2 separate regions of the Rattus norvegicus genome follow, and region 1 is linked to region 2. Evidence: chromatin contacts called from public Hi-C data. All regions are on one chromosome and are shown on one strand. The core of a region is the stretch at or near the end of the contact, and the rest is flanking DNA. Distances in the headings are between cores, read along the strand shown. Region 1 has its middle 380 kb from the start of Elobl8. Region 2 has its middle 600 kb from the start of Elobl8.

What was found. A called contact is a pair of places that touch in the nucleus more often than the background predicts.
Region 1: a contact with region 2 is called in a Hi-C map of the A7r5 cell line, with 4 times the contacts expected there. The contact joins two enhancer-like sites. A contact is called at or near these places in 3 of 12 Hi-C or Micro-C datasets (the A7r5 cell line, the Rat2 cell line and Schwann cells).

What each region holds. Positions count from the first base shown.
Region 1 is chr3:51,282,962-51,286,418 of GRCr8, reverse strand. No RefSeq gene overlaps it. Among named protein-coding and RNA genes, the nearest start is that of Elobl8, 380 kb to the left of the region's middle. Within about 2 kb of position 2,123, at least 3 of the 93 cell types and tissues checked have an H3K27ac peak or open chromatin away from gene starts, as enhancers often do. A contact at or near this core is called in the A7r5 cell line and Schwann cells, where this site is marked.
Region 2 is chr3:51,061,107-51,064,190 of GRCr8, reverse strand. No RefSeq gene overlaps it. Among named protein-coding and RNA genes, the nearest start is that of Elobl8, 600 kb to the left of the region's middle. Within about 2 kb of position 1,485, at least 15 of the 93 cell types and tissues checked have an H3K27ac peak or open chromatin away from gene starts, as enhancers often do. A contact at or near this core is called in the A7r5 cell line and Schwann cells, where this site is marked.

The DNA of each region.
Region 1 (3,457 bases), core at 874-3,373, 220 kb before region 2:
TTCTCAGACAAGGTTAAGCAGCTAAACTTGGGGAATGTAGCTATCGGCAGCATAATAGAGGCCAGCAAAGCTTCTAATCCTCATTATTCTGCAAGGTTTCCTGTTCAATTGAATCCAATGTTGTTTCAAATGCATTAGATGTACTTTGTAAAAATTTCAGTCAGTTATTACTGTTAGGACTACCCACTTAACAAAATGAAAATAACCCATTTCCAATTTTAAAATATTTGCAATGAAAGTTTTCAATAATGACAGGACTCTGGTTTCAATATGCTGCATAAGATGCTTCCTATTTTTCAAAGTTATGAAGGATGTGCAGTTTATTATTTCATATTTATTCATTTATAGCAATATTCAGTCACAAACTATGTGTCTGACATTATCTAAAAATATAAAGGGGATATAGAAGGAAGAAAGTGTTGAGCGTGTATGTTGGATCCCAGTTGAAGATGCTCCACTTAGAGACGAAAAAAATGAGTAAGTTTCGTGTTCACAGTGAAATCTGCTTCTCAGCTGAAATCCCTGTGTAGTGACTTGTTGAGAGCTATTTTTCTAAAATAGATATAGGACACTGAAAAGACTTTAATTGATCATTTTGGTCATTTTAATTTTAAGTAACGTCTATAGAAGTAAGAAGTGTCTGATATCCAAGAATTGCTCAGACCAGCTACTGACACCAAAGGACTTTTCTTTAAAATTTAGTTGCCTTAAGCCTCTGCCCCTATTCTATAAATAACCTATACAATTCTTCCTGCCTCCACACTGAGCTTATTTCTGAACTTAAAAAGCAAATTAAAGCAAAACAAACATACAGAAAGTCTATGCATGTCTTGTTTTATTTGGTACCAGGAAAGAATCAGGAGATGTAAAAGTAGTTATAGTGTTAAACCTCAGTGGAAGCAGAGGGATGGAGAAGTTTGCTAAGGAGTTTGTGGCCTACCTCGATTGAAATTTGAGACATGACTAACAAAACTGTCTTTTCAATGAATTCAGAGAAAAGATGCGGTGAAAATGACATTCTGAACATTCCCATCAATATTCAATTAAAAAATATCAGGATAGTACGCCTTGTCTCTTGGACCACGTTCCAGGATTCTAGGTCACACCCATCACGTAACATTGTCTGCCAGAAATTAGCAAGGAGAGTTTCCATTAATACTGCCTTACTGAATTTCACTCAAAGGTACTCAGTGAAACATGCCAAGACCAGGGCTCTTTAAATCATGTTTTCCCTTTCTTTGTGGATGTTAAAGGTAAAATAGAGGCAGTAAATTATAGTAATTTAATAAACACATTGATATCACTAATGAACTATTACTCAGACCATGCAGCTCTCTTGCAATAAATTTACAAGGTCCTCCATGAAGTGTCTGGTTCTTTTAATGCAAGCACAGACATGTTTATATATGTATTTACACTCAACATATCTGTTGGTATAAGCACATCAAGGGGGTTTATTCTACCATTTCATGCATATTTTGTGATGCATTATACTTGTGCACTGACTTCTTTAGTGCTGACATGAGCAAAAGTCTTCTATTATATAGAAGTCAGAACCATAATATAATATATTCTTGGAAATTATGGCAGGAGTAAGTATATTAGCGTTTTAAAGAAACATGACACAATGTGAACAAAATCTTTGGAGTGGGTTTAGACAGCAGCTCTGCTTAGGTTCCCGAAGTCTAACTCCATGACTTTTAGTCTTCACACCATTTTAGTGCCCAGGAAATCTTTCTTTAAGTGTGTACATTCACAGAACTTATCAACTTCAGTGGCCAATTTATTGTCAGCCTGAGGCAAAACCACAGTGACAAATTATCAGATAGTATAAGGAAGAGGCAGGGTTGGTAAGAAATGAAGGACTTCTAGGTCCGGTTTGACTTCCTTCACAGAATATAATGGGATAGGGTGAAGTCACTGGACATCCTATTTGCAAATTCGTCATGAGAAATGGTGAATTCCTATGTGGCTTTAAATGGCTAAAATTGAAGAAATGATATTGTGCTTTAATTTTTTTTCAGTCTTATTAGAGTATAAATAACTCTGCAGCCACAAGCCCTGAGCGTTCTCCAGAGGCTAAGTGAATAGGTATTTCCTTGAGGCCTTGTATCGGGAAACGGAATCTAAAAGGAAGTGGAGGAGGCCTGGGGGTGGAATCATGAGATTATGACTAAGGTAGGCAAACGTTAAAAGTCGCTGTACAGGAAACAATAAAGTCACAGAACTACGCGTTTGTGCAGCCGGCTGTGTGGGAGGAGAAGACAAAGAGCCTTTTCTTGGCCCTGACTGAAGAACAGAAAAACAATTTTCATCTGATAATGTAGTAGTTGATAGTAATTTGGGGACCCGTTTTCCTGGGGGGGGGTTGTTTTTGTTTTTGTTTTTTATTACTTTTTTCCTTGGGTTGAGAAATAATAAATGGAGTTACACAAATTTACCATTTCTTCTTTGTTTCCTGTCTGTTGAATCTGTCACTCAGTTATCATTATGTTTCTTGAGTGTATTAATAATATATTTCCACCATTTTATTTTTCATTTCTTCTCTCCAGAAAAATAAAAGCTAGGGCTCTTAAGAGTACTGCAACTAACGTCATTACATACTCCAAGTATAATTTTAAAGAAGTCAGGCTGATCATCCTCTGATTGTGATGATGTAGTTATCTTTTGCAGAGTGATGAGCACAATACATTTCCCTACAACCGCCTAGGAAAGTCATCTTCCCTGTTAACTTGTTTTCCTAAGGAGTGACATAATAAACCCATCTTTGGTGAACTCTTCATTGACAAACAAAAATCTGTTAAGAAATTCATAAAAAAATGCAATTCATCAAACATCTAAAATTGAGGTGTTGTGTTTTTAAATTCATGGCATAATTTTTCCACAGTCACTACATTTTCATAAAGTTTATAAAAACAAATCTACCCAGTTACCAACAAAAGATATGATCTGCTTAAAAAATAATGTTCTTAAAGCATATTTATAGTAAAGTAAGAGAAGAATAAAATTTAATGCACAAAATGACTATAGTTCTTGCTTTGTGAACTTTTTTAATTGGACATTGATCCTTTATTATACTTCAGAGATTTTTATATATTAGCATGATCTCCATGATGATATTGTATTACTTGCAAGGTTTTTCTGGTATACATTTGTCCTGGGCCTTTAATTTGTTGTTCTGATAATGAATTTTTTCATTTTTTGCTGGCACTAAAACTTTAATTTGAGATCCTGAAAGTGGTAGGCAGTGGATGTCTTACTGACACTTAACCACAGTATTTTAAAATTCTATTTTATCTTTTAAAACCTATTAATGCTTCATTGGCAATTTAAAAATTTTGAAAGAATATATATTCCTAGACTTTTATATTCATATAAAATGATTTTATCTAATTTTATTAGACATTTAGCCAGCAAGAAAATTTTGGTACTGTATAACAATATCTATCTACCTATC
Region 2 (3,084 bases), core at 236-2,735:
TCTCCGTGCCCCTCTCCCTCTCCCTCTCGTTACTAACAACAGTCAACTGCATGGACACATTTTCTGCACACATCAGAAACTGGACGGCCTCAGGTTTCATTGTAAGAGCCAACTTGTCAATGGATGCCATTAGTGCATATGTGCCACAGGCATTTGAGATGGTGTGGCAGGCAACCCCAGGTCAGCAGGGGAAGAGTAGGCATTGGGTGGCAACAACTCTCAGTCATTACTGACCTGGGCTCTATTCAAACCAGTGACCTAGAAAAGAAGGGCTCCAAATTCCATTACTAATTCTACTAGCCATCAAGTCTCCCCCTATGGCCTGGATGTGATCCCCAAACCCAGGTCTCCTGTTGAAATAGCATTAGATAGCAGCCACTGAACTGGCAGACATGGCTCTGAGAAACAAAGCGCAGAGAGAGAAGCATGCCTGCATAGAACTGGCTTTAATTCACTCTACAGCTTTTCAGCTGCCCTCGAACCTTAAAGTCTGGACTTTAAGGGAAATAGCAAGAAGGGGATAAAAGACCAATGTTCACTTAAACACAGCCTTGGCTTTTGTTTTGTATGATTAAAAGCGCACATCCTTCCAACTGAGGAATAATACAAGGAAGCCGAAGAGAATGAGAGGAACAAATTAAGCATTGGAAGATGGAAAGAGGCATTACCTGGCCTTTTCTCTGTCTGTCATTAAAAGGACGCACATTCTCTTCAGAAAAGAAGGAGGAGGAGGAGGAGGAGGGGGGGGGAGGAGGAGGAGGAGGAGGAGGAGGAGGAGGAGGAGGAGAAGGAGAAGGAGAAGGAGAAGGAGAAGGAGAAGGAGAAGGAGAAGGAGAAGGAGAAGGAGAAGGAGAAGAAGAAGAAGAAGAAGAAGAAGAAGAAGAAGAAGAAGAAGAAGAAGAAGAAGAAGAAGAAGAAGAAGAAGAAGAAGAAAAGAAAGAAAGGAAGGAAAGAGAGAGAGAGAGAGAGAGAGAGAGAGAGAGAGAGAGAGAGAGAAAATAGAAGTTTTATGACTTACATGAAGCCCCTGCAAAGCACAGGGGACTAAAACCAGTGTGTAAACTTGTCCTGCAGTTTAAGTGAAAAGCTCCAACTTTTCAAACAGTCCTGTAGATGGAGCTGCACTCTGCATTTCTAAGATCCCTGCCTCAACAATGAAGCAATTGTTTCCTGTCTCCACTTTGCAACTGCAGCCTCTTTTGCTTCTTTCTGGTTGCATGTTCTATTTATTTTAATGTATACCTTTGTGTAAAGCCTGTCTCCGAGTGGCTAGATACCCAGTTGATATGTGGCCTTCGCGGGGGAAAAGGGAGTGCAGCCCATTCCCATGACATCCTGAGGCTTTGTAGAGCCAAAAAAACCTTCTCAGGAACACCTAATCCTTGGGCTCCATCCAAGTACCACAATCTCTCTGTACAACTGACATGGGCCACGTGGGACCCTTGAGAGTTTTAGGTGTGTCTCTCTGAAGTCAGCCTCGGCCAAGCATGAGGCAAATGTGCCCGACCAAAGAAAATAAATTATGTGGACTCCAATTTTCAGCAGTTATGAAGTATTGAATTACACACGCAAAGAATTCGCCTTGGGATTAACCCTTTGGAATCGAAACACAATCTTCTCCCTGTGTCTACAAGGGAGCATGCTATGTGTAAGGCCTGCCTTTTCAAACACACAGGTTATGGCAGCAAAGACAGAGGATCTCAGGCATAGGACACATACTTGGTAAACTGTCTGTGAGACAGGCACAGGGTGTGTGTCAAGGGCTCCGCTCCGTCTCAGAATCTCTTTGTCTTTCTGTGGTTTAAATAAACTGTGTAAACTTGGGAGGTGCAGAGTACATCCACCTTTAGCATTTAATCAGAATGTTTTGGAATATTTCACACAGCCTGAAACCGCTTTCGTGCTCAGATTAGGGAAGTGTTTAAGAGCCTCTGTTAACTTGAGTGAAATCAGCAGTACAAAGCTCTTGAAATGGCATTTGTCCTCCATGACTCAGGAGCAATAGAAAAAGACATCCTGCCCTGCCCTGCCCTGTCAAGAATTCCTGGTCCCCACAACCCACTGAAGCTGTTAGTACATGCTGTGGCTGCAACTTAACACATAAACCCTGTCGCACAAAAACAAAACACTGTTTATTTCCCCTTCAGAGCGATTTATTTACCAAATGACCAGAGAAAGCAAATATCCAACAATAACAGGAAGAAATCAATCTTGAAGAACTTAAAAAAAAACTTTAACAAAGTTAACTTTTCCGTAAGCCCTGGGTCTGAAGTACAAGAAGCAGGATTTACAGAAATATGCATCCAGCCACTCCCTCTGAGGCTCAACTCCAAAGAGTGTGAGCTACAGGAAGGACACCACATTTAGGGACAAGCAAATTATGTCTCCTTACTGCTCTGTCACTTTCCTTCCTTCCATGCACTCTTGGAAGAAAACAAAACTGTGCAATGATATCCCCAGTGGACACCATGGAAGCCATCCAGTTGCCTCATTTTAACCAGTGAAGAAATGGGGGTTGGCAAAGGTTCCAAGAGTAACTATGAGCCTCAGAGCCAGGAGAAAAAGCCTCCCGACTCCCTGTGTAAGTGGAGGTTTCCAAACCAAATCTCTAATTAGAGAAACATGTACTTCTTCAGGTCTCTGGTGCTTGTGTTTGTTACAGCAATGCTATCTGTCCTTTTAAAATACTTGCTATTTGTGCTGCGTGGGACATTCTTTAGTGCCTGTAAAGTTTGGCTAAGATGTTTTGCTTATGTGTGCGTGTGTGCGCGTGCGCGCGCGCGCGTGCATGCGTGCGTGCGTGTGTGTGTGTGTGTGTGTGTGTGTGTGTGTGTGTTTCTGTGTTTGAGAAAGACAGGAGCAGAAATAGATTATGAGAATCAGAGAGCAATAGAGACAGGAAAAAGATGAAGAAGTTTCTGACATCATGTGGTCATTGGGTGGAGTAAATAATAAAAGTAATTGCTAAGCACTGTGCAGTCAGACTGCTGTGTACAGTTAAATCAGGATGAGCTGAACTTTCAAATGTCACGAGGTCTTTATTTTCAACAGGTGGCGTTCAAAAACACAAAAGAGCAGCTCCCG